6 separate regions of the Mus musculus genome follow, and all the other regions are linked to region 4. Evidence: chromatin contacts called from public HiChIP or PLAC-seq and promoter capture Hi-C data. All regions are on one chromosome and are shown on one strand. The core of a region is the stretch at or near the end of the contact, and the rest is flanking DNA. Distances in the headings are between cores, read along the strand shown.

Region 1 (4,581 bases), core at 609-3,108, 760 kb after region 4:
GCACCTTGAAACTGTTATCCTCTTAAAATTGAGTAAATCTTTGTGATGCACATGGAAAGCCACACTGGCATGTACAAGGAGGACCACACCCAGACCACCATGTCACAATTCCCTAAAACTTTTATCCACTCTGAACAGAACAAAGAAGACCCTCCCCCATGCCATTCAATGCTGTAAGCTTTTCCAAAGTCCAAGATGGAATAATTGCAGCTCCTTCCTGGGGAATTTCAAGCCCCCCAACCCTGAGAACTGATCGTACAAACTAGTCCTGTACAAGGCAAGTATGGCTGTCAGAAAGGCTGGCAGAGCTCAGCCAGGGAGCCATGAACCCAGTGACCAGTGGAAAGTGCCAAAGAAGCTGACCCTGCCTGAGCAGGAGAGCAGTGTTCTAGGTCCACAGAGTGTCACTGCAGGTTGAAGGGACAGTGTGAAGGAAAGATACAGAGCCTGAAACCACCAATGCTTCCAGGAAGCAGCTGGACCATGTGGTTAGAGGTCCAGGGCATGGCTGGCAATGAGGCTGAGAGTCTATCAGTGTCAAGGACTGTAGGACAGCCTGGCCTGGAAATACCACTGGGTTTTCTCAAGGGAGGGTGTGTACCTTAATTTAAAGGACTCTGAGAGGAGAGAGGTGAGCATATCTGGGTTTCAGAAGAGCCTTCTGCTGCTGGGTGAAATAGCAGAAGCTAGGCAAAACTCTTGTTTGAGACCCTCTGTAGATCTTCGTCCAGATCTTCCCCGTTAGCCCCCAACCTGGTCTCTTATATCATTGACTTTAGATCAGTGCAGCAGAGAAAGCAGAGCCATCCATCACTGCTCATCCCCCACTACCCCGTGGACCTGCCCTATCTCCAGGGATGAGACTCTGGGTAGTGAGGCCATGACCTGATGATGCCCTTGCACACCCCCAAGCCCTGCCAAGGAGAAGCCTTCAGCTGAGACAGAGCTAAGACTTGGCTTCAGAGTCCTTCCCAGAGAAGCCACAAAAAAGCCGACCTCTCACCTGCCCCGGAGACTATCCACTCCCAACTGAGCTATTTCCTAAGCTGTGCTTTCTCACTGACTTAATATTTCAGTTTGGGAAAGCCTCTGCCATTCAGAGGAACAGCCAGAACCTGCAGATAGCCAGACAGCACGTTGAGATGGCACGCTGGTCCCTTGAGACTTTTGGAGAGAAAGATGCCATAATTTCAAGTCACTCACAAAGTCAGTGAATTTGAACCCCTCACAACTCTGAAAACAAGCATGGATCTCTACTTCCAGAGACTGTCCCAATTTCTGCCCACTGTTGTCTGCTGCCCAGTGGCTGCTCTGGGAAAGCGCATCCCACCTAGGTACTGACCCCACTCCACCCACCCAGATGGGGCAACTATCTGTCACATATCAGTTGCTTTGTTTTTCTAATTGTTGGCCTGTTTTGGAAACACTCTCCTAGACTCCTGTGTGAGTCATAGGTTAAGGGGCATGAGTAATTCCTCCGGCACGCCTGGAATAGGAGGGGAGCCTTCCCTTTTGATTTCCGGTCCTAAAAAAAGACAAGCTAGTTCACCCAGAAGGCTAATGAGTTTTGACAGTGAGGGTGGCCTAGCTGGCCTGGAAAGCCACCTTTTGTGCTATAGGGTTTAGCAAAACATTAGTGCCTCCTCTATTTTTCTTTGGAATTATAAAAGGACACCTGTATATCATTTTGCTGGGATGGGCTGAGCCTCTGAGCCCATCCGATGACACTCTGAGCCGTGACACCCGAGGGGCAGAACAACCAGATCTGTTTCTTTTGCTGAGTTGTTGGGAAGGGGGTTGGCCCTCCTCCTACTGGGTTTATTATTGTCAGCAGGGGTGGGGTTTTACCCCCTGCTTACTGAGCAGTGATGATGTGTCCACTCCCGATGGGTGTGGCTCCCTTTGTAGCCAGCACCGACTTCCTGGAGGGAGTGTGATAGAAGAAAGTGACCCCATCTGCCCTGATTCTGAGTGAACTTCAGAAAGGACCAGCTGCTTCGTGGCCTGAGAAACTACAGTGACAAACTACAATGAACTCCAGGGGCCAAATAATGAGGAATGTTCATCGTCTATCCGACATAATTTTGTATAGTTTTTATGTTCTGCAATGGGTACGGTCAGAGGGGAAGATGCAATCTTACTGTTGGTTTACTGGGAATCTTTGTGAGCCCCTTATTTACTGATTGCTTCCTGGAGGCTGCATGACTTTGGGCAAGTCCATTCACTTCTCTTTCCTTGCCTGTGAAAGAGAGTTGACAATAGAGTGGCTGAGGGGTGCGTGTAGGTGATCATAAGCTCCACTCACCACTGTCCCTAGGAAGCCTTGCCATGTGTTGTTGACGCTCACTGCCCTTTTACTGATGCCCGAGATTCCTCAAAACTGTGCTGTGGAGTGATCTAGGCTAAAAGGAAGAATACTGGTCCTGATAAGGAAGGCATTCCATCAAGAAGATACTGGCAGACAATGGTGAATTCACTTGGTTCTCACGTGTCTCTCCAATCTGTTCTCCAGAAAGCACTGACAAGATCTCTGGGTTCTCTATACTTTCTATAAGAGCAGAATAAACGGACAGGTGGAGCTCACTGAGTCTTTCTGAAGGTCAGACTCCTCCCATGCTCTTTGGGCCCCTTACCACCTACCCTGCCTGGTTCTCTACTGGAACCTCCACTTTCTCCACTTTCCCACCAACTGAGTAAGCCCTGCTCATCTGCATAGCTTTGCATGGCCTACACACACACACACAGACACACACAGACACACACAGACACACACAGACACACACAGACACACACACACACACACACACACACACACACACACACACACACACACACTGCTCTATCCAATCACCACAGGTCTCTATTTAAGGTTGCCTCCCCACAGAAGCCCTCCCTGGAAGTCCCTTTGATGTTGTCTACAAGGCCCCTGTTCTGGTTTGGATGTAAAATATCCCCTAAAACAAGGGTTCTCAACTTCTCTAACACTGTGACCCTTTAATACCGTTCCTCATATTATGGTGACCCTCAACCATAAAATTACTTTTGTTACTACTTCATAACTGTAATTTTGCTAATGTTATACATTGTGATATAAATATCTGTGCTTTCCAATGGTCTTAGGTAACTCTTGTGAAAGGGGCATTCGATACGCCCCCCAACACACACACAAAGGGGTCATGACCCATAGGTTGCAAACTACTGCCCTAAAGCCTTATGAACTTAAACCCTTGATCCCCAGCTGATGGTGCTGCTTTAGAAGATGGGGGCCTAGCTGGAGGAAGTGAGCCACAGGCAGAGAAGTTCTTGGGGCTTATAGTGCAGCCCTGCTTCCTACCCTGTCTCTGCTTCCTGTCCTGCTGAGTTGGGAGAAGGCAAGGAGTCCCAGCAGCAGGCTCTGGTGGCCTCATAGTGATCCTGCTATGCCTTCCTTTCCACATTGGGCTGTGTCTCAAACCAGGAGGCAAAAGAACTCCTTCTCCCCTTAAGCTGCTTTCTTAAGTATTTGGTAATATCAGGAGAAAAATAGCACAGCTGGGTTTGATTGTGCTTCACAGCATTAGTCAGATGTGCCAACTACTGTATCTGCTTGGTCACTAGTGTATTTGTCCCCCCCACCCCGCCCCCATTCCCCTCAACCCTACTGGACTGAAGTTTCCAGGAAGGCAAGGTCCAGCAGCATATGGTAAATACTCAATAAGTAACCCACGGCAAGGGGGAAGGAGGGATGGAGACAGAGGAAAGGAAGCAAGAGAGGGCACGAGAGAAGCAGACAGGAAGGGTAGACTCATCCTAGGATGAAATGCACAGTCCACACGAGCCAAAGGACAAGAGGGCTCCAAGCAAGCGACTGAGAGGTGGCATTGCATGCCTCACAACCCTGCTGGCAGGTGACAAAGGCCACTTAGCACAGCGTCCCGCCAATTAAGATTAATGAAGAAATGTGTAGAAGTGACAGTGAGCACGACGGCAAAGCTGTGAAGTTAATGGGCTTCTCTCTGCTTCAGGTTTTCCCGCTCGCACTGACCCTTCCTAGCTGCTGCTGGTGTTCTGGGGTGGCACCGAGCAGAGGAAAAACAGGAAAGGCTTTGTAGCTGGAGGGTCCTGAGTGCAAGGTGCCTGCCTGCCACATGACTCTGGGACTAGTCCCTCTCTCAGCCTAGCATGACAACATTGCCTCTCAGGTCACCACGAGGATTCTGGGACATCTCTGAAAAGATGGTAGCACACAGTGTTTGAGGACTGTTGGTTCTCACCTGCCCCAGCCACTCACCCTTGTTCCCTCCTAGTCTTATGGGAAACCAGAGGAGGGACATTTGCCCTTCTAAGGACATTGGTGTGTAGAACTTACTAAATATGTATGAAATGCACTTGTAATTTATTCCTCCACTATTTCCATAAAAATATATTATCTCAACTATTGGAGTTTGTTTAGTGGGGGTGAAGAGATGGCTCAGTGGTTAAGGCATTGCTGCTCTTAACCCAGTTCTCTACCCGGGTTTGATTCTCAGCACCCACACAGCAGCTCACATCCATCTGTAATTCCAATTCAGGAGATCTGATGTCTTCTTCTGTTTTTGTTTT
Region 2 (3,980 bases), core at 929-3,428, 780 kb after region 4:
CATCTGTTCAGACACCTCTGCCCTACCCTGTCTAAGAACAGCAGGCTTCCCAAGATGGGACCCTATTAAGGAGCCCATTGTTCCCTATCAAATTTGGCTGGTGTTAAGTAGTATCTCTTCCTCTGTTGGCTTTCTGTTACCTGGAAAATGAATGCAAAGTTCCTAGTTTTTCTTTCAGGACATGGGTAAAAATCCTGAGTCTGGGCCTAGTTGAGAGCCTTGCACCATTTTTTGGTAACTGGCCTGATGTGAGCCTTTAGCGTGGAAGCCACATTTAGAACATGACTGACACTTTATTTGTAGAATGGGGTAAGAACTGCTTTCTGCACAGGGTGGTTGTCAGGATACAGGGGTTGAAAAAAAAGGAGGGAAAGCTTTTAGCACATGCCCGGCACACAACACGGTAGAGAGATATTGTGGGATGCATCAGCCAGCATCTTCAGGTTACTGGTACTTAGCTAGCTATTAGTCCATTTAATTAGGTCAGCATCCAGCCCACATTTCCATCTTGTAAGTAATATCTTTTCTAATGCTGTATTAAAGTTCCATCTACACAGAGAGATTCCTTCACAGAACAGGACAGAGAAAGAATAAATCTGCTTTGAAACTCAGGGGAAGTGGGAAGTTACCCATGAAGTTCTTTGGTCTTGAAGCCAATTCACATTTCAACCAAGGCTGTGTGCCTTGCAAAGGGCTGGACATGGGTCATGGCTTTATAAGCATTGAAATGCTGCCTTGTGTCCCAGGAACCTGCCTGTCTAGAATTCATTCTATAGTCACACGAGCTGGTCCACTTCACATAAGTGAGTCGAGTGTTTTGATCCCATTTGTTCATGGATCCAGCCCACATTTGCAGAGTACTTTCTGGGTGTCAGCCCTATCCCCAACACCCCACCCAGGCCCCTCCAGCACATGCTAAAGGGGAGGGAGCACACATGGTTCAAAAAGGACGAAGTGGCCTTGCTATCAGGAAGTTTAACATTTAGAAGGTTTGCCAGTTGTTTGAAGGTAGAAACAAGACAACTTCTTTCCCTCTCCCCCTCTCTCTCTATTTCTCCCTCCCTCCTCTTCCTCCCCTCTCTCTGTCTCTTTCTTTAAAAATAAATAAATAAATCTCTGAGCAGGTGGTGCCTCGGGAGGCAAAAGCAGGCGGATCTCTGTGAATTGGATTCAAAGCCAGCTTGATGATCTACAGGAGTTCCAGGATAGCTAGGGCTACAACAGAACAACTAACCACCCAAACAAACAACTTTGCAACTTTTCTTTCTTTCCCGCTCCTTTGATACTTTTGCAAAGTACATTTGCTAGGGCCATGTCCATAACATGTAATAGAATCTTGCTCAGGTCTCACCCTGTGGCCCCGGCTAGCTCAGTACTCGCGATTATGCCCCTGCCTCAGCTTCTTGAGGGTTGGAATTACAGACTACGCCACCACCCCCGGGAGACTTCTCTTCCGATCGGGAATGACAGCTCCACTGGACGCTTGGAGGTCAAGAGAAAAAAAAAAAAAAAAAAAAAAAGAACGCGCGATCCGGTTAGTCGTCGGAAGGAAAAGTCTTCTAAATGCGCTAGCTATTAGCGCTGTGGTTCCGACTAGGACAAGCCAGGGGTTTCAGGAAGGTTCTGTCACTCTGTGTTCCTAAAATGTGGTTTCCTAGATGGAGCTGGAGAGGGATGGGCGAAGAGATGCGGCGTTTTCTCAGTGTTCTGCGAGCCAGGAAGGGGACGGAGGAGGAGGGAGAGCTGAGAGGCAGTCACTAGCCAGGGACGCGGCTGAGGAGCAGGGGACAACGGCGAGCTCGCAGAGTCCGCAACGCAGTGGCCTCAGCGAGCTTTAGACCTGAGGGGGAAAACCGAGGGCTGGGGCAAGAAATCCACAGAGCGTGCCAATTGGTCCACTCCTCGGGGCGTGTGCTTCTGTGCGCCAAATGATTGGTGAAGGGAAAGTAGCAGGTAAACCAGCCCTGCCGTCTTGCCATTGGTCAGAGGCTTTCCTATCGGTCACTCGATTGGCTAGCCTAACGCAGAGCAGAACGCGAATTGGTTTGGGTTGTCCGCCAAGACAACTCCGTTCGCTCTCTCTGATTGGCTAACGGGAAGAGGCAGGTATCCGGGCTGCGCGGCTCCTCCATTGGTGGGCGGGGAAGGGGGGTTGGGCACAGCGATTGGTGGGCGGGGGGCCGGGCCTGGGCCGGCGGGGAGCGGATTGGTCGGAAAGTAGGTTAGTGGTGCGACATTTAGGGAAGGCAGAAAGTAGGTCAGGGACGGAGGTGCCTGTTTACCCGCGCCGGACTTGCCGCCGCCGCCGCCGCGGGATCCGAGTGCGGGTGCGGGCGCGGGCGCTCGCAGCGAGCCACGGTGAGTGTCGGCATGGCTGCGGGCAGCAGCCGTCTCGGGGCGTCCCGTCGGGGGTCGCGAGTTCCCGGGCGGGCGCACCGCCCCCGCCCGCGGCGCAGCCGGGCCGCCGGGAGCCCTGCCCGACGTGCCCGCTGCCGGCCTTAAAGGGCCCGTGCGGCTCCCAGCCCCCACCTAGCCTCGGGGAGGCTGCGCCCCTTAAAGGCGCCGCTCCCGCGCACCCCCATCTTCCCCGCCTGGGCTGCACAGCGGGCGGGGGAGGACTGGGGGGACCCTGGGACGCTGTCAGCGGGTGCGCCCACCTTCCCCGCGCGGGCATCACCACCTGGCTCGGGAGGGGGCGGCCAGCGGCCTCTTAAAGAGACAGCAGTACCGGGTGGCAGCAATGACCCGAACCTGGGAAGAGCTCCGGGATACATCCCCGGGAGCTTCTGGATCCCCGAGGAGATGGCCGGGACGCGGGCAGAACGATGCTATGCGGCGCTTGCCTGGTCAACCCTTCTACACTTCTCCCTCGGGAGCCGGGTGGGGGCGGGGAGGGCGTCTCCGTCAAGTCGGGGAGTCCGTACTGGTACGTCCCTATGGCCTGTCTTGGGGCTGGCGCGGACCCCGGGAATCCCCTGGCTGGCTTGGACCAGGCCCACGGACAGCCGTCGGGCCTGCGCTGTCCGGTACCTGGGTGGTCCTGGAGGATGTGTCTTCCCCGTTGGGTCTGGGAGTAGGTACCCGATGGCGTGGGGACTGTGCCCTGTGCCCGGTAGGCGTCAGAGACCCAAGGAGTGCGCAGCAGAGGCTTCACTCCGATGCGGGTTTGACAGATAATCGGGGAAGAGGAAGGTTTCCACTGGAGATTACCCCAGTGTAGACAGCTTGGGGTGCTCGGGTTTGCAGGGAGAAGTCAAAGATAGAATTTTAGGCAGACTCGGGGCGCACATGGAAGCCATCCCCGGGGTCGCGTAGCGGGTTGTGTTCGGAAATGAGTGCGTTGGACACCGGTGTGTGTGTCTGTCAGAGTTGCGCTGGCCAAGCTGACATGATCGCCCCTTACCTGTTCGGGGTGCACCTTCTCCAGTCCTTTCCCTACATTTAGCCTAGTTTTGACCCTCTGACCCCTTGAGATCTGGCTCCTCTCCTGTCTTAAGTTGCTACTTTTAAAGTAAGAAATCATTAATCAAGTTTTCTCACCTAACTTCCAAAAATCAGAGACTGTAATCACGACCAATTACTTTTTGACAGTACCAGTATTGCCAAGATCTTCGTTGTGGGTTTTGTTTTTATGTCCAGGAAAACTGATCATTAAATGCTTTTTTTCCTACTGCTCTTGCTTGTCATTTTTCCTTTTCACATTTGCTGCTGTGCCCTCTTTCAATCTATTTTTACTTAACAACTATTATTTTTATTCTTAAGTTCCCATTGATACCAGGATCTGTCAATTTGGGTTGGTGGATTTTCTAATTAATGTACTAGTTGAATCATGAGCTTAAAATAATCATTGCTGCTCTTGAGCAGTTTTGAATAATCTCAGGCTCCCTGTGCTTGCAAGAAAGAGGGGAGGATGGTTCGCTGCTGTTAAATTTGATTCCCATACCAGTGAAGTTCCAATATATATATAGATATATTTTTAA
Region 3 (4,611 bases), core at 2,102-4,601, 610 kb after region 4:
TGACGGGCTCTTAGTCCTCTGAAACTGTAAGCTCAAAGCACCTTTTTTTGTAAGTTACCTTGGACATGTGATTCATCACAGCAACTGAAAAGTTAACAAAGACAATGAACGATGAGTGTGGTTGAAGATTCCTAGGCGTGAATTCTGAGTGTTTGACCAGATAAGGACCAGAATGGTAGGATGATCTCAGGCAGGAGTATGGCACAACCAGGCTGCAAGGAACCTTGCACACACACATATATGTTTCCCAGCACTTGAGACACTGAGGCAGAAGGATTCTCAATCAGTCTAGGCTTTATAATGAGCACAAAGTCAACCAGAGCGTATAAGAGGATTTAAAAGTTGAGGAAAAAAATCTCTTAAAATGTAAAAACTACTAAAGTTATAACAGAATGAACGGAAACAGGAGTGCTACAGAGAACTAAAGGGTCCCGAAAGCCCTAAGAAGAGACAGTGGATAATGAAGACCAAGAAAAAGAGAAATAGCAAGCAGAACAAGTGGATAATGAAGAAGAGAATTTGTGAGCAGAACAAGATCAGCCCGCAGTGGGAGGAAGGCAGAGAAGCTGCTGGGCTCAGAGTAAGACAAGAGCCAAACTCTACGCGTGGAGATGCAGAACGGATGAAGGAAAAAGGTGGCCCTGAACTTCATATGCATAGAGGGTAACCTCAAACTCCTGATCCTTCCGTGGCCATCTCGTGGGTGCTGGGAGTACAGGCGTGAGCCACCACAGCTGGTTTGGAAGGCTCGATCTTGATGAAAACCAACACTTTCTCCCTAATTCCTCAAGCCATGTTACCTAGAGCATCTCCTTGGATGCTGTTAATAGTGTCCAGGGACGGCAATCCTAAGGCTTGGCTATGCTAACCTAACTGCTCCATTCCACACTCGGCCTTTGATCTCTGTACTGCATCAGAACCACCCGGCTCCCCTGCTCCATCCAGCCACAGCCCACCCTGCAGACAAAGCACACATACTGAAATTCACATACTACCATACTGCGCTCTCTCTCTCCCTCTCTCTCTCTCTCTCTCTCTCTCTCTCTCTCTCTCTCTCTCTCTCTCTCTCTCTCTCTCCTTCAGCTATCCTCTTCTGGAGGATGGAGCCTTCCCAGTAGCTCAGAGGATTCGCCACAGTCTGGCTCAGGCTGTCCTCTCCCAGCTTTTGCTCCTCCATGGCAGAGTCCTTGGAGGCATCACATTGGCACTCCTTAGTGTGTTTACAAACGGTGATGCTTTCTCTTCCCAGAGTGCTCCCTGTCATGTTTCATCCCACTATCGCCTCCTTTGCCCTCAAAACCCAGCCGGGAGATGGCAGGAGGGCTTAGCGTACAAAAGCACTTGTAGAATAAGCCGAATGACTTGCGTTTAATGCCTGGAGCCAGGGGTGGAAGGAGAGCACTGTCTCCTCCAGGTTGTTTTCTGACCTCCACACATGTGTATGTGGTACACATGCACACACATGTGCTCACACATGCAGAGAGATTTAAAAGTAACAACAGCCACTCAGCCCTGCCTTACTGTCCTTGCTATCTTGGTTCAGTCTCTGCCCCAGGCAAGGACCACAGCTACCTGCAAAGAGAATTTGGGGTTAAATGCACAACTGGATTCAGTATCTGTGATGTGCCAAGAATTGTACTGGGGGTATGGTGCTTTCACAGATTCTCTTGAAGTCTGGCAGGTGGGAAAAGGCAATGGCAGTTATCACAACAGTGGTGTGTGTGTGTGTGTGTGTGTGTGTGTGTGTGTGTGTGTGTGTGTGTGTGTGTGTGTGATCGAGTGCATGCATGCACGCACACAGGTGTACTGTTTCCATATAGAGGCAGAAGGCTGGATAAATCCAAGCCAGGGTAATGGGGAAGTTTGGGGTTGGGTTGCCTCTGAAGGAGACTTTGATAAGTATAAATTAGAGAAGAGTAGAGACGCTGGCAGCAGCCATTGCACAAAGTTCAAGTTCTCTGCTAACTGCTACGTGTACAGTTGCCACACCACTTCCTTCCCTGTGGGGCTACTTCTCTCCCACTCAAAAACCACATCAACTGCTTTTCTCAACAAACCCTTAAGGAAGTCTTTCCTTTGGATCCTGGTTCTATCATGGCGGGGAAGTTACCACGGCAGGAGTGTTAGGCAGCTGGCCAGTGTGTCTGAACTCAGGAAGCAGAGAGGGATGCTGGCTGGTGGTCCACTTACTTCATCTTCTTTATTCATCCCCGGACCCCAGCGAGGGAATGAGGTCACTTACACTTAGGGTGGGCTATCCCACCTGAGTTAACCCAATGTCAACACTCCCTCCTACAGGAGTCCACAAGCTTGTCTCCCAGGTAACCAAGAGCCCGAGATTGAACTGTCAGTCAGTATCAGCCACCTCAGCGACAGTGACTCATGCTTCCACAGAAGCGCACAATTCAGACTTTGGATGAGGCTCCCAGACATTCCTTTATAAGATTTACTTTTGAAATCACACCTCGGCAGGCACAAGGGAGTCGGATTCCCTGTAGCTATGAGTCAATGGTTGGTCTCAACTTTTTATTATGCTTCATTTGTTCTCTCCTCTCTCTTTCTCTCTCTCTCTCTCTCTCTCACACACACACACACACACACACACACACACACACACAGGGAGAGGAGAGGAGAGGAGAGGAGAGGAGAGGAGAGGAGAGGAGAGGAGAGGAGAGGAGAGGAGAGGAGAGGAGAGGAGAGGAGAGGAGAGGGAGAAGATACCTGTGTAGGCCAAAGGTATTGGGTCCCCTAAGCTGGAGTTACAGATAGTTGTAATCTGTCTGATATGGATGCTGGGAATGGAACTTGGGTCCTCTGGAAGAGCAACAAATGTCCTTAACCACTGAGCCATCTCTCCAGCCCCACATTAACCTGGTTTTAGAAAGTTTTATTTTATACCCAAGGTTAATATCCTCTTCCCTCAGTCTCCCAAGTTAGCCCCAGTCTAAAACTATGACCTCAAACATCTGAAATGTAAATTATGAAGCCACAGAAGGGGAAGGGTCCTGCTCCTTGGTGGCCGAAGGCTGCTTGTCCTTTTCTTGCATCATGCCATATAACTGGGTCAAGAGGCTAGCAGGAGAGTATTACAACATGTTTGCCTGAGACATGGATTTCTTTTGCTTCAAGTCAAGCGTGGTCACCAGCATTCATTTGTCAGGGTGGTAAGGCTCATCTTTCATGGTCAAAGTCAAGACCCAGACCCTTCCAGAGGACCTAGCCTAGAATAGTAGCAGCCCCTGTGACAAAAAAAATTGTAGTACACATCCCCAGGCCACTGCCATCTGGTCAGCCACCACAACACACTTGCTAGGACACATTGAGAACTATTTCCTCTTGGTTTCACTTGCAAGGCAAGGGAGGGAGGCCTGCTTTCTTCAGCAGCCCAGCCTCTGACTCTCCTCCTGAAGAACCCTGGAGGGATGTGAGAAACCAGAGGAGATTACAGTCTGTCCCCATTGCACAGAACAATAGGGGAATACAAAAGGAGTAGAAGAGGAAACCACTGACCTTCTAGCTTCCGGGTGGTTGTCAGCAGGGCCTGGAACCTTTCAGGAAGGCATTAGCTTTTCTTTGCTTTTCCAACTTCTGCCCTTTTCACTGTGGAGTGTGGATATTTAATCAGTTTGCCTTCCTCAGAGGAGGGCCTCTTCTTCAGGGATTACAGGCCTGCACTGTATCCGATTTTTCTCTTACAGTTTTCCCTTGTGGTTTTCCAATATCTTTGCTTTGCCCTTCTTTCTCCCTTAGCTGAAGGATTTGCAAGGTTTTTCTGTAAAGATCCTACACAGTGAATAGGGTGCACACGTCCCTGGTGCTCAGTCCTGCTGTCCTAGCAGAAGCAGCCATGAGTGACATGCTCATGAGTGTCATGGCTGGTCCAATAATGCTTCATACAGTCAACAAACAAGTCAGATCGAGACATCCCTTGTCTCAGCTTTCCCCATCACAGAGTCTTTTGCATTGAGGTGGGGGTGGGGGAGGGTCATGGTCAGCAAGCCAACACCATTCTGCTAAGACAGATTTCTAAGAAAGCTGCTTTTCTTGTCTCTTCCCTTAATGTGAGCTGGAGCCTTGGTGGGCAGCAGCCATCTGTCACACGAAAGTTACAAGGATGTGGATGAAAGCGTGCATCTAAAGGTGACAGAGCAGAAAGACAGGTGTGGGGGAGAGACTCTACCCCATGACACCTGACTGTCAGTTTCTTTCTTGTTGTAGCTCGGTACAATCTTAGTAGATACAGAATAAAAACTATAGGGGTGCAATGAAAACTGTGTTTTTTAAACTTTCTATTGATTCTCTGTGAATTCCACACCATGCACCCCAACCCCACTCTTCTCCCTGCCCCTTCATATCTGCCCTCGCAATCTCTGGCCAAAAGAAAAGAAAGCAAAAACCCTAAACTAAAGAAACAAACAAAACAACAACGAAGATCTCATGGTGGAAGCTGTAGTGTGCTATGCCCTTTTATTCAGACAGCTTTTGTTGGCATCAGGACATCCCAAACCTATGACATCACATAGGTGACAGCACAACCTGCAACCTGCAGATCAGTTGCCAAGACAACAGGCACCATATTCCCAGCATCCACTTGGCTCACCTCCCACCTTT
Region 4 (4,285 bases), core at 976-3,475:
TCTTAACCACTGAGCCACCCCTTCAGCCCTACAAGATCTCTTCTGTTTGGTAAGAGGCACCAGGAAAATTGCTGTGTTTTGAAAAGGTGAAATGGCAACTCTTGAGCAGACATAAGTGAACTCATGCTCTGAGTGGGACCCATGGGTCATCATGTTGGTTAGACTTTGCTTGTCACATATGGGTTAGACCACACAGTGGTAGACAGTTCCCAGAAGGCTGTAGGAGCAGTAACTCCTCAAATGGAAGCACAGCAGACCTAGCAGGAACTTCATGTGGGAATGGAAAGGGATACAAGATTTCATGAGTTCTCCATGTCGAGACCATCATGTGGTCTTGTTTTGAGACAGTCTCACTAGGTATATAGCTGACTATGACATTAAACCCCTTCTGTCTTCACTTCCAAGTGCTGGCATTATGGATGTGTCAAAGCACCTCTGACCCACATGGCCTCTTGAGAAAATGTCTTTATTCATTTCTGGATGCCTGGAGTGTCACACGTGACACATAACACACACACACACCAGATACTGCCCTATATCCCCATGTCCCTCCTAGTGTATTTTATGTTGCTTAGTTTTGGTCTACCAGGCACAAGCTAGAGACATCTGAGAAGAAGAGACCACAATTGAGAAATGCCCCCTATCAGCTTGGCCTATTGGCAAGTCCGAGAGGCATCTTCTTGATTAATGATTGCTATGGAAGGGCCCAGCTCACTATGCATGGTGCCACCCCTGGGCAGGTGGTCCTGTGTTGTATAATAAAGCAAACTGAGGAATCCAGGAGAGGCAAGGCAGTAAGCAGTATTTCTCCATGGTCTCTGCTTCCGATTTCTGCCTCCAGACTCCTGCCTTGACTTCCCTCCGTGATGGACTGCTACCTTACAGGTAAAATAAACCCTCTCCTCTCTAGGTTGCTTCCGGTTCTGGGATTTATCAGAACAATAGGAAGGAAGTTAAGACACACATTCTCATCACCAACATGCATGTCACTCATCAACACGTGCCTCTGGCTGAGAACAGACACTGCTGCCTAGCTGGGCACTAGATCACAACCTAGTGCCCAACTGCTGGACCGATTTCTCCAGCTCAGTTCAAAATCTTGCTCCCTCTGAGTCAGAGGTTCAGTCAGATTCCATCAGTGTGTGTAGTGTACATGTGGAAAGCCCTCCTCAGAGCAAGACAGCCACCATCTTCATCTAAGCAGATGTGAGAACTTGCGACCTCCCTTCCCACTCGACTCCTGACCTAGAGACCGACCCTGTTTATTGATGTTCCCTTATAGAAGGATGGAGCAGGGACAGTCACTGAATTTTCATCTCAATTCTGGCCACTCCCTCTTGTAACCCTACTAGGTCATTCTGTCCTAATTCCACGTGGTCACTGGAGGTGTTAGAGTAGTAGTCTGTTGAAGATTAGCTGAAGGGGATTCCATTTAGACAGTTAGGGGAAGTCATCCGCCCTGGGGTAGAAATTTGCAGTAGTGCAGCTGCTTTGGGGCCCGCCCACATTCCTGTAGGTGACTCCTTCCCCAGGCTCTGTAAGTCTGATAAACTCATTGGATCCCAAGCTTGATTTCAGGGAAAAGGTAATTTGGTGGTGGTGCTCTGGGAAGGAGACATAGATATTTGTTTATGCCCCATCACGGAAAGAGCTGTGGAAACAGTTATGTAACTCTTCCCGCTGGTGTATGACCAAGGTATCCTGAAAGAATGGGAAAGAGATGGTCAAGCCACAACTTAGGACGAAGAAGCACAGTAAAAGTACGCAGGACTCCTAAACATCTCCAGCATGAATCTTTAAAACTGCCTGGTGTGACTCCAGCGTCAGGTCAAGAGAGTCTGGAACTAATTCTATTGCTCTTGGCTAGATAGATGAGCGTCTGCCGTCGTGGACTTCCAGCTTTGTTTGAGTGTGGACAGGAGAAGGTGGAAGTCCGCAGATTCATGCAGAAGTTGAACGGGAAGTCTGTTGGGACCAGAGCCCATTTTAGATCCTTGACTTCTTTGTGAGACAAAAGTACTAACAGTATAGGAACCCATCCATGCAGGAGGTAGAGCAAGAGACCGCAGCAGCTGGGAAATAGGGTCACAGGGCTGATTCCCTGCGGATTCTGACGCGTGTGTGTGTGTGTGTGTGTGTGTGTGTGTGTGTGTGTGTGTGTATGCAAAGCAGAGAAGTGAAGGCTTCCAAGCTCCAGATAAGACCTCACGTCCCCCTAGCATGCACTTGCCCCTGCGTCTATAGCCCCCAGCAAGCGGCAAGCCAGGGCATCCTCGTAGCCAGGGCAGCCCTGGGCACGGGGGCCCCAGGCGCAGCAGCTCCTCGCAGGGCGGAGGGCGGCGCGAGGGAGGGAGCGAGGGACGGGAAAGGCGAGCGAGCTGCCTCAAATGCCTGGAATAATTCCGCTTCCGTTTGGAAAGCCGCAGCCTCAGTCCCGCCGCCGCCCGCCGCGGCCGCCCAGCTCCAGCTCCGCGTCCAGCCGCCATGGCCACATCCCCACAGAAGTCGCCCTTGGTCCCCAAATCACCCACTCCCAAGTCGCCTCCGTCCCGCAAGAAGGATGACTCGTTCTTGGGGAAACTCGGAGGGACGCTGGCCCGGAGGAAGAAAGCCAAAGAAGGTAGGAACAGCCGAGGCCGTGGGCGCTGCAGGGATCGGGAGCCTGGAAGTGGGAGACCCCCCTGGCAGTGCCTGGGCGCGCCTCTCAGTGTCCCCATGTCGCCTCCAAAGCCCTAACCGGGTCGGTGTCATCTCTGGTCCACAGGCGGAGCCCAGGCTTTGGGTGGCTGTTGTCCCAGAGCCCAGGCCCAGCCGGTCCCCTGTGCTCTCCCCTAGGCCGCTGTCCCCGCCCTCTGCGCGCCCGAGGACTGGCATTTGCCAAGTTTCTGCTGGAAAGTTTTCTCGGGCGCCGTCATTCCCCGCTCTCAGCCTTCATTGGTCTGTTGCGCCGTCGTTTCCTGGGCGCCTTCAGGTCTTTTGCTGCAGCTGCAATGGCCTCCTTGGATCTCTCGCGGGCTCCCTGGACTTGTGTGGACTTTGATGATCTGTATAAAATGTTAGTTGACTGACTGAGAGAAGAACGTGCCGAAGTTGGGGGGGGGGGGATTGAGGAATGGTGAGATAAACTCACTACACCTAAGGACTGTGACCCTGCTGTGAACCTGGACATTCCATTCCAAGTTTTATTTAAAGAAAAAGAAAAGATTTCTTTTTCCCACCACAGTGAATTGCAGCAATCTCATTTTTTGTTTCCAGAATAGTTTCTGTGGAAAGTACTTTTTCCCCCGTAGGCAGAATTTACAACTCACATTTGGGCGTAGGAAATGCAGTGATGATTCTAAAAATCAATGTGGCGATAGGTGTGTGAATAAAAAGGGGTTTAAAATGTTTTCCTCTTTGGCATGGCTGGGATTGGATTTAGAGGGCCTTAGGTCTACTGCGTGAGCACCGCGGTCTTATTCTTTCTCTTTTGAGACTCTTTAGCCTTGTGCTTAGTCTTGTGTAGCCCAGGCAGAACTTTGTGGTCCTCCTGCCTCGGCTTCCAAAGTATTTGGGATTACAGGCCTGCCCAGCTTGGTGTTAATTGATTGTTCTTTTCTGTGGTACTGGGGGTTGATCTTAGGGACTCTGATGTTAAGCAAGTGTTTTACCGACACGGTGTTTCTAGCCCAAGTCTCCAGATCATTTCAGGAGTTTACTTTAGTAGGTCTGAGGTGATGAACTAGGAAATGTCTCATGTTCTTAGTCTCCTGAAGTATGGAAAGCACTTTGGTGTTTAATTAGCAAACTCAGTGCATGAGCTAAGTGTCTGTTGTCTAGATTGTGGCATGAATCTAAAAATCACCTCACCCCCAAGTGGTTGTTGTACCTAGTCCCCCCTTATTTCTAACAGAATGACTCCAGGATGCTCATCGAATGGCCAATACTATGAGCTCTTCTGAGCCTGATATAGTGTGCTTTTCCCTGGACATGTATATGGTAAAGTTTAACCTGTATGTTAGGCACAGTAAGAGGTTAACATGGCTGAGATGGCTAAGTGGGTAAAGGCACGTGCCACTCCAGACTGGGGATTTAGATCCTATGTAAGGTAGAAGAAAAGAGCTGACTCCACAAAGTTGACCTCTGACCTGTGCCAGAATACCCACATACATGCATCATGCACACACAATAATGGTAATAATAACAACAGATAGTACTTAGTATTACAGGCATTGCAGTGCTGAGACAGTCAGGCTGATACTTGAGCCAATAACAAAGATGGCTACTAAGTTACCAAGGCTGCGTA
Region 5 (4,443 bases), core at 270-2,769, 830 kb after region 4:
CACATGTGCTGTGCATGTAGAGGAGGCACGCATGGGGCAGACATCAGTGGGCACAGTGGGGGTGGACCCTGAGACTCTAGGGATGCCTGAGGGAATTGCATAGGGCTATAGACGAGAGCCAACAACTGGTGCATAGCCAGGACCAGGCACCCTGGGTCCCACAGAGTGCCTTTTTGTTAGACAGCTGGTGGGTAGCATGAGTCCTGCCAACCCCACCTCAGCAGAGGTTAATTCTTTCTGGTCACTAATGCCAGTGAACTGGACTTGGTGTGTGAAACCTGTGTCTCTTTCTTGCCCTGAGGCTGAGAGGGGCAGGGGCCCACCAGAGACCTTTCCGAAGGAGGTGACTATTAAGAGACTATTAGTGGACAATGCTGGAGGCCATTGTCTTAGAGGAAGGAGGCAGGCCAACCTGCCTCCTTAGACCTTAGAGGAAGAGGTAAAGGCCTAAGTGAAGCTGGTAGGAGAAGAACAATGAGGTGAGGAATGGTTCTTGGTGAATGGGGGAAGTTGTAACCAAAACTGTGGGATTTGGTTACAGTCGAATGAAGTAAAGGATAGAGGAATGGAGAGGCTTGAACTGCCCTGCCAGGGCTTGGGCAGATCCAGCTGTGGGCAGATCCAGCAGCCTAGCTTACTAAGTACAGTCTCACTTAGTGGAATTTTAGCCAGCCTAGCCAGAGATCCTCCTAATGTCACCAGATGTTGCTAGAGGCAAACGGAGTACCTGGGTGTCCCCAGAGTTGTTTCTGTGCCGTCTTTTTCTCTCTCCCTGTCTGACACCCACAGCCACTCTCAAGTGACTGAGCTGAGACTATGTGAATGACCAGAAACGAGTACAGGAAATACTTGGAAAATGGTCCACTAGCTATAGTTCAGGAAATATAATTTTTTTCTTGAATTGTTTTGTTTCAATACAAACAACATTTGTTGGCAAATAGTCCCTAGTTCTAAATTTATTTTTAGTTTTATGGTTTATAAAGGCAGCAGTGCTCCCTAGATACCCACTGTTGGAGTAGTACTCTCTTCTCCACCACCCTCCCCCTTGCTCCTGGTCTTTTCTCTGTCTCTGTCGTAGGAACTTGCTTTGTGCACGTGGGCCCAGAAGGTACCCACTGGTAAGACCTAGGGCATGTGTCTGTGGTTGTGTGGTGAAGCAGTGGGGAAAAGCAGAAGGTGAAGAACCCTGGATCCTTTGTAGAGAGGATGCTGTAAGTGAAGTCAGGGTCCTGGCTTCCAGGGCCCATCAGAGCATGTGAGATAGGCTGGCCCTCTGCTTTGTACTTGAGCCCCCTCCACCATCAGCCCAGTAAATGAAGCTGACTTGAAGTCCCCCAAGTAGAAAGTCAACAGGATGATGTCCTAGCCCAGGCCTCACTCTGATGCTACCCCAGCACCCCAGTGGTTATTTAGGAAATGTGTTTGGTTCTTTGAACCGTAGCTGGTCACTGGTGCTGTGACTGCAGAAAGTGAAAGCCCGAGGGAGGGCTGTGTGTGCCACTGCCAGTCCAAAGTCCACCCCGCTTTCCTTAGGCCTCCCAGCCACACCCTTGCCATCAGTACTTTCACAGTTTATTGAAGCAATAGGTGCTTCAGTGGAAGGGGCATCCGAGGTCACTTTCCCTGGCCTCGGACTGGTACAGGCAAGCCTGCCTATATGGCACATGATGGGCCATCTTATGGCCTCAGGCACCTAGCCACCAGACATCCATTCCCTCTTCCGGACACCGTTGGCATGTAGAAGTTTCTTCTTTCTTCTGACCTCCAGTCTGCTTGCCAGTGTTCCCTCCTTGACCTACTTTTGCCCCTTGTAGCCACACAGAACAAAGATCTGTAGGCCTGGCATGGCTCCACTTCACAAGCAGGAAAACACAGCTCCTAGTCTCTTCTTCTCTATTCTTATGTGTCTCTCCAACCATTCCTTTAGGAGTTATCTTATGTGCATATGTGTGTATCTCTGTGTGGTTATGAGCATGTGAGCACAGATGCCAGCAGCAGACAGAAGGTATTAGATCCTCAGGAGCTGGAGTTAGAGGTAACTGCAAGTCATCCAATGTGGGTACTGGGAACCAAACTTGGGTCCTTTGCAAAACAGCAGTTTGCACTTGCCTTAGTTAAGGTCTTACCTCTGTGTTGAAGAGACACCATGACCAAGGCAACTCTTCTAAGGACAGCATTTCATTGGGGCTGGCTTACAGATTCAGAGGTTGAGTCCATGATCATCATGGTGGGAGCATGGCAGCATCCAGGCAGGCCCGGTGCAGGAGGAGCTGAGAGTTCTACATCTTCATCTAAAGGCTGCTAGTAGAAGACTGACTTGAGGGGCTCAAAGCCCACTCCCATAGTGACACACCTACCCAACAAGGCTACATCTCCAAATAGTGCCACTCCCTGGGCCAAGCATATTCAAACCATGACAGCACTCTGAGCCATCTTTCTGATCCCTTTGGAGGGGAAAAAAAACAAAAACAAATACACACACACACACACACACACACACACATATATACATATTTCATATATGTGCCTGTATGTGGGTACAGACCTCTAGCCATTCTTCAGGTGACTTGCAGTCAGTCTGATAGTAACAAGGAGGTGGTAAGCAAGTGTGCACTTGCCTTGTGTGTTCAGTGTTCTAAGCATCTTCCTCAGGCTCTTGTACTTGAGTACACACTGCCAGGAGCCTCATTTCACTAGGGAGGAATGGAGGTGCACGGACGGGTTCAGAGTTGGAGTTGGGCCCCTGGCAGTGACTTCCGAGCCTATGCTATGAGCTCTGGTGCTCCAGTAACCTACAGTCTTCCGTCTATCATGCTAAAAATAAGTCCATAAGTAGCCTTGGGATAGCCTTGCTTGACTTCTTTTGCAAGAAGTCATTTGTCAGGAGCCAGAATTGAGCCCTTTTCCCTGAAACCTCTTCAGAGTTTGTTTTGATAGAAAGGCTGCAAGGACCGAGGCCTCTGCTGTCAGCAGCGGTGGGGTCATCCTGGCTCAGCCAGGTCTCACAAGACTCCTGAGGTGATGGGATTAGGTCAAGGTGACAGATATGGGTTGTGTGGGACAGACAGGGGGCCTCTTGTTAAAGTGGCTACTCACAGCCTTCGTGTCTAACGTTGGACAACAGAGAACAGTGTCTACAAACCTCTAACACAGTGTTCAGTCTTCTCAGAGCAACCTGGCTATGTCCAGGCAAGGGGATTCAATGGCCACCAATCCCGTAAGTTCCTTAATGTGGGAGGCAGGAGTTCAGTGTGCATTTCCTGCAGTGTCTCGTCTACTCAGGCCCTGCCCCAAGTGTAGGCAAAAGCTTCGAAGGGAGCTTGACAGGACAGGACCAGGCCATCTTTCTCTTGGTGAGCTGTTTTCCGTGTGTTCCAGTCAGGTTTATAGAGACATCAGCCTATGAGGGCCCTGAGATCTGCAGAGGAAACAGCTTGAAGCGGTGCCTAAGGGCTGGGTAAGATCTGCTTGACAGTCCCCACAGTGGATTCCAGGGGAGAGAGAGGAGTCACCTCCCTGAAATGCTGTGTCGTCACCTGAAAGGATGAGGTGGACAGGGCGCTCGCTACCTGCAGCAGAAAGCTGCGTACTATGGAAAATGCCTGCCACAGTGTCTGGTGCCTCTAGAGTAAATATTTGCTTGGTGACTTCCTTCTTCCTCCACGAGCCCTTCCTCTTCCTCCTTCTCTTCAAATCCTGTCAGCTACTGATTTTTCTGTTTGGCTTTGGATAAATATCTGAATTTCTAGGCCTTTCCTGTCAGTTGAAAAAAGGAGGGCTGTAGTATGAAGCTCTGAGTGGGTGACACGCCCCCTGGAGGGCATTTGGGAAATGCATGGGTGGCTTGGTAGGTGCTGTGAGCAGACAAGGCCATCTGTGGGAAGGATAATCCTTCCAGAAGGCCGGATTGTCCATCCACACAGCTGCTGAATGTGTGGTGAGCATCCCTGTCTGTGATCTGAGCCTGGAGCCGGACTTCATGCTACACAAAAGTGAATCATTTCTGCATGTTTTTAATTTATACCGAATTTTCAAGACGACCACTGCCAAATGTATGAGTAGAGGTGATTTATAAAAAGTTCCCGTGTCTCATTATGCAGTGCATTGATAATGTCCCGTGTATAGATGTGTTTACATATTAACTTGGGTGTTCTGTTAACCAACTTTAATTCATTTTTCACTTGTATTACAGACAGGGAGTATTACTGACTATAAATAAGTTTCTCCTAGTTATATTATTGACAGATTCTGGTGTTTGTTTGTTTGTTTTTCGAGACAGGGTTTCTCTGTATAGCCCTGGCTGTCCTGGCACTCACTTTGTAGACCAGGCTGGCCTCGAACTCAGAAATCCGCCTGCCTCTGCCTCCTGAGTGCTGGGGACAGATTCTGTTTTAAGAGAGTGAAAGATGTGGGAAATATTTGTGCGAATGTTGGGTGTGGTCA
Region 6 (4,353 bases), core at 180-2,679, 710 kb after region 4:
CCAGAAGGGTGCTGTAGCAATGTTACCCTGTTTGTTCTGGGTTCAATAGAAGACAGGCCCACCAAAATTGGGTGCTGATCTTTTGTATACATGTGATCTATGCACGTGTTCCTGTGATGTTCCTATGGGGTATATACTGTGTGTTCAGTTGCATGTACACCTGTGTTTACATTCTTGGGGAGGTCAGAGGTCAATGACAAATATCTTTAATTGTTCTCCACTTGATTGATCATCAGTGCTTTGGAGGTTTAACATATGTTTTTTTTTTAAAGAGTTTTTTTATGTCTATGAGTGTTTTGCTTGCATACCTGATGCCCTGGGAGAAGAGACGAGGGAGTCAGATCCTTGGAGTTAGAGCTGCAGTTCTGGATGGATGTAGGTACTAGAAATTGAACCCAGGTTCTCTGCAAGATAAGGAAGAATTCTTATCTTCAAAGCCATCTCTCCAGCCCCACCATTTTGGGTCTTGAAGACAGGGTCTCATAGAACCCAGACTGATCCTGCTGTTTCTGTCTCCCACAGGTTGGCTTATAGGCACTAACCACCACACCTAGATTTCCATCTTCTTTTTTTAAAACAGTCTTCTATTGAATTTGACACTCACAGATCCAGCTAGATTGGCTGGCCAATTAACTCTGAAATTGACTGATTCCACCCTTAACCCCCCAGTGCTGGGATTGTAGATATGTACCACACGCAGCTTTGAGATGGATTCTGGGATCTGAATCCAGGTTCTCTTGCATGTGTGTCACACTCTCCTCACTGAGCCACCTCCCAGCCTTGAACACCCATCCTTGACAAGACAAGATGTGGGCAAGGACAGCATCCCTGGGAAAACACGGTATTCTCCTTTCTGGTTTGTGGCTGTGACAAAACACTGACTAAAAGCAACGTAGGGAGGGGAAAGGGATTATTTGGCTTATGGGTCACAGTTCATCACTGAGGGAAGTCAGGGCAGGAACTCAAGGTAGGAACCTGGAGGCAGGAGGTAAAGCAAAGAAGACAGAGAAACGCTGCCTACTGGTTTCCCTGCGTCTTTCTCTGTTTCCTTTCTTACACAACCTAGGACCATTTGCCAAGAGGTGGTACTGCCCACAGTGGGCTGGGCCCTCCCACATCAATAGTTAATCATGAAAATACCCACAGACATGTCAATGTGATAGAGGCAATCCCTCAACTGAAGTTCCCTCTTCTCAGGTGATGCTAGTGCGTGTCAAGGTGACAAAAACTCACCAGCACACACAGTTTTCAGTGATGGTTATGACGAGCACCTGCCCCAGCCACCAACCTGCTCTTTCCCGTGTCCCTCTTTGCACCTTGACTGCAGTGCCAGGAGCTTTTTCTCCTGTCCACCCCCACACAAGGACATAAAAGCCCCTTTCTCCTAGCTTGCCGCTTAATTACAACTTACTGCTCCTTGTCCCAGCACTGCCATGGCAACAAGTAGCATTGGTACAAGAGTCAAAAGCAAGAAAGGTTGCCTGGCAACAGAGTAGTAGGATGAATTCAGCGATCCCAGAGGCCCAAGTTCTAGCTTGGGTTCTGACTACCTGGGACACAGCAGATAAAAACCGAGCTCCCCTGCACTTTGATTAGCCTTGGGGATTGTATTGTTATTTGTGAAACAAAGGTAGGAACAACGTTGGTCTCAGAGGACTGCTGTAAAGAGCAGCTCATTCCACTTATTCTGGGTCGCTGTTGTTGGGAGAGAAAAATCGCACGTGTGGACTAAGCACAAAGCAAACCAATGTCAAAGACAGACCAAGGTCAAAGGCAGATTACTTTCTGAAGACTGAGCTGCAGGAGTGTCAGTCACTTTGGTGCCATCTCTTTGTTATGGTCTCCTTCCTGTAGCCTCTTTGATAGTGTCTCCTGGGAGGATCATCAAATGTGTCAGTTATAATTCAAATGTAGATGCTGTTCGGCCAATCAACTTTATCTCTAGGAATCTTTGATATGGAAATACATGAAAATGTTTTCAAGCTGAAAACTGAATATGAACCCAAGAGGCCATTGAAGAGGGGACAACAGCACATCAAGCAGTGGGACCAATGGGATGCTGTGCAGTTTGAGAGGAGTCATTTGTCCAGTGATTGCTATTCTTGTTTTGTTTTGTTTTTTGTTTTGTTTTGTTTTTTGAGACAAGTCCCCATGTAGCCGGAGCTGGCTTCAGGTTTGCTAGGTAGCCGTATGACCTTAAACTTCTGATCTTCCTGCTTCCACCTCCTGAGGGCTGGGAGTCTAAGCATGTATCACCAACCTCAGTTTAATGCTGTGCCGAGGATAGAACCCAGGTCCTGCACATCCTATACCAACTGTGTCACATCCTCAGCACTTAGGAATTGGGGCCACTGAATATTACCTGCTACTGATTGTTCCCTGTAGTCCCTCAAGGCCCTGTGAAGAGGTCATGCCATTTGTAACAGCAAGATACTAGAAAACAAAATGGCCAGCATTTGAAATTAAAGTAACACTCTGTAGGGTTAAAAAGGTAGCTCTTCATTCAACAACAGACAAGGGGGTCTCTAAAATAAGATGTGTAGCAAATGAAGGCAAATGGCAGACAGACACACCCTTTCCAAAGATGTACCTACAAACACATCTCAAAATGCCTGGGAGGACTTGTCTCAGAGTATAAACAGTCACTTCTTGTTGCTTCCAGAAGAGGTGATAAATGCTTAAATATCCTCAAATGTTGTGTATTCCATTCCACCCACCTGAAAAGCCAGCCAGGGCCAGATAAACACCATTACCTCGCTAGCATACAGCAGTGGGCCTCACGATACTCTCCAAGTCCTTGTTGTCTCTATCACAATGTTGACACTTTAATCAGTTGCTTATGTGTTTCACACTCAGCCTCCCAAGTAGACTAAGAGCTCTGGGGTTGCAGAATCATCTTTTTATTGCTTACTCCAGGGTCTCCCCAGCCTCCCTAGGACATTCATTAAAATGAGAGGTTGAAACCTTGATGGAACAAGCCGAAGTCACCCTAGCTGCCGTGGGTTCATATCCACTCGTGTTGGGCAAGCATGCTCTAAGGGAGAGTTGGTTAGAGAAGAAGCTGGGTGGAAACTGCCCAAACAAGTCGGGATGTTGGCATGACGTTCACAATCTGGGCAGCAGGTGGCGCACATGACCTAAATTTCTTAGGCCATTCACAGAGAGAAGGATGTAGGGGAACCAGCAAAGTGGAGAATGTCATTCTCAGGTGTCTCCGGGCAGATGCTCTGTCCTCTGCCCCAGGATGTGACCCTAGCCTCTGCCTTCCACCCTTTGCTCTCACCCTCTCCAGTCCATCTATGCTCCCTCTGAAACCACACTTTTCTCATGGAGCACCAGAGCTCTCAATCCCACCAGTGACAATGGGTATCCTTAAAAATGATCAAAGGAGCAGAGGCTAGCCCAGGACTCAGTTCCAAGTTGTTGTTGGTTGTGTCCCCTCCACCCTTTGCCAAGCCAGGATCACTTAGGAAGAGGGATCATCATCCGAGGCTTGAGATGTTGCTCGGTTGTAAGACTGCTTGCCTAACATGCACGAAGCTGGGGATCCATTCCCATAAACTCATAAGCCAGGCATGGTGGCTGTCTCCGTTGGTTTCCTGTTGCTGTGATTCAGTCCACGGCCAAAAGCGACTTGGGAAGGCAAGGTTTATTTGCCTTATACTTCCACATCATAGTCCAAGGAAGTCAGGGCAGGAATGTGAGCCGGAACTTGAAGGCAGGAAGCGAAGCAGAGGCCATGGAGAAATGCTGCTTACTGCCTTGCTCTCCATGGCTTGCTCAGCCCACGTTCTCACATAACTCAGAGTCTCCTGCCCAGGAGTGGCATTTCATACAGTGTCCTGGACACTTCCACGTTAATCATTAGTCAAGAAAATTCCACACAGACTTACCTGCAGGGTAATCTGATAGAAACTTTTTTTTTTTTCAGCTGAAGTTCCCTTTTCCAAGATGACCCTGGCTTGGGTCAGGACAGTGACACATATCTGTAATCCCACAACTTGGAGAAGAAACAGGAAGGTTTAAAGTTCAAGGTCATTCTCAACTATATTGTGAGTTTGAGGCCGGCTTGGACTACAGGAGACCCTGTCTAAAGAAAATTAATAATAAGTCTTAGGTCCTTAATGACCGGAACTAGAGCTCTGCTGGTAGTGTGTGGGGCCAGTGACCGGCACAGAAGTATGGGAGGACGGAAAAGAGAATTCATGAAAGAATGCTGTCCTCGTGGTGGCTAAGCCATCCTTGTGAGACTGAGATTAGCAGTGTGGAAAGCAGAGATGAGTATAAGGAAGACCATAAATCTGCTGCTCTGGTCTCCAGAGCGTGGGCAGTAGTAACGGTGGACTGGAAGAG

Evidence for each region. Promoter capture Hi-C pulls out the DNA fragments that hold promoters and counts their contacts. HiChIP or PLAC-seq counts read pairs in DNA pulled down with a chosen protein or histone mark.
Region 1: a promoter capture Hi-C map of embryonic stem cells shows a contact between it and region 4, with 3 times the contacts expected there. The contact joins the enhancer-like site here to the promoter of Parva in region 4. A contact is called at or near these places in 4 of 39 promoter capture datasets (cranial neural crest, embryonic stem cells and hippocampal neurons), 6 of 115 datasets of contacts at active chromatin or transcription factors (embryonic stem cells, epiblast stem cells, extraembryonic endoderm stem cells and 2 more) and 1 of 9 other capture datasets (embryonic stem cells).
Region 2: an H3K27ac HiChIP or PLAC-seq map of stem cell-derived neural progenitor cells shows a contact between it and region 4, with 3 times the contacts expected there. The contact joins the promoter of Arntl here to the promoter of Parva in region 4. A contact is called at or near these places in 5 of 39 promoter capture datasets (cranial neural crest, embryonic stem cells, hippocampal neurons and 1 more), 7 of 115 datasets of contacts at active chromatin or transcription factors (astrocytes, embryonic stem cells, forebrain and 1 more) and 1 of 9 other capture datasets (embryonic stem cells).
Region 3: a contact with region 4 is called in a promoter capture Hi-C map of embryonic stem cells, with 2.6 times the contacts expected there. The contact joins the enhancer-like site here to the promoter of Parva in region 4. A contact is called at or near these places in 3 of 39 promoter capture datasets (cranial neural crest, embryonic stem cells and hippocampal neurons), 4 of 115 datasets of contacts at active chromatin or transcription factors (embryonic forebrain and embryonic stem cells) and 1 of 9 other capture datasets (embryonic stem cells).
Region 5: a contact with region 4 is called in a FOXA1 HiChIP or PLAC-seq map of pancreatic cancer cells. The contact joins the enhancer-like site here to the promoter of Parva in region 4. A contact is called at or near these places in 5 of 39 promoter capture datasets (cranial neural crest, embryonic stem cells, hippocampal neurons and 1 more), 8 of 115 datasets of contacts at active chromatin or transcription factors (cardiomyocytes, embryonic stem cells, extraembryonic endoderm stem cells and 3 more) and 1 of 9 other capture datasets (embryonic stem cells).
Region 6: a contact with region 4 is called in an H3K27ac HiChIP or PLAC-seq map of cardiomyocytes, with 8 times the contacts expected there. The contact joins the promoter of 4930543E12Rik here to the promoter of Parva in region 4. A contact is called at or near these places in 9 of 39 promoter capture datasets (the 3T3-L1 cell line, cranial neural crest, frontonasal cranial neural crest and 4 more), 9 of 115 datasets of contacts at active chromatin or transcription factors (cardiomyocytes, embryonic midbrain, embryonic stem cells and 4 more) and 1 of 9 other capture datasets (embryonic stem cells).

Annotation. Positions count from the first base shown.
Region 1 is chr7:113,184,748-113,189,328 of GRCm38.p6, forward strand. It overlaps a transcript of Arntl not described here. Among named protein-coding and RNA genes, the nearest start is that of Arntl, 20 kb to the right of the region's middle. Within about 2 kb of position 1,859, at least 109 of the 459 cell types and tissues checked have an H3K27ac peak or open chromatin away from gene starts, as enhancers often do. A contact at or near this core is called in embryonic stem cells, extraembryonic endoderm stem cells, pancreatic cancer cells and 1 more, where this site is marked.
Region 2 is chr7:113,205,287-113,209,266 of GRCm38.p6, forward strand. It overlaps Arntl (aryl hydrocarbon receptor nuclear translocator-like), which reads left to right and starts at 2,179. Exons shown (of 20, transcript NM_007489.4): 1 at 2,179-2,358.
Region 3 is chr7:113,036,035-113,040,645 of GRCm38.p6, forward strand. No RefSeq gene overlaps it. Among named protein-coding and RNA genes, the nearest start is that of Gm40452, 12 kb to the right of the region's middle. Within about 2 kb of position 3,352, at least 43 of the 459 cell types and tissues checked have an H3K27ac peak or open chromatin away from gene starts, as enhancers often do. A contact at or near this core is called in embryonic stem cells, where this site is marked.
Region 4 is chr7:112,425,481-112,429,765 of GRCm38.p6, forward strand. It overlaps Parva (parvin, alpha), which reads left to right and starts at 2,226. Exons shown (of 13, transcript NM_020606.5): 1 at 2,226-2,620. The coding sequence starts at 2,485.
Region 5 is chr7:113,252,427-113,256,869 of GRCm38.p6, forward strand. The region is part of intron 2 of Arntl (aryl hydrocarbon receptor nuclear translocator-like); the gene reads left to right. The region is part of intron 2 of Gm33721 (a long non-coding RNA gene); the gene reads right to left. Among named protein-coding and RNA genes, the nearest start is that of Gm33721, 7.1 kb to the right of the region's middle. Within about 2 kb of position 1,520, at least 22 of the 459 cell types and tissues checked have an H3K27ac peak or open chromatin away from gene starts, as enhancers often do. A contact at or near this core is called in pancreatic cancer cells, where this site is marked.
Region 6 is chr7:113,140,586-113,144,938 of GRCm38.p6, forward strand. It overlaps 4930543E12Rik (RIKEN cDNA 4930543E12 gene), which reads right to left and starts at 1,430. Exons shown (of 6, transcript NR_045978.1): 1 at 1,234-1,430; 2 at 309-404.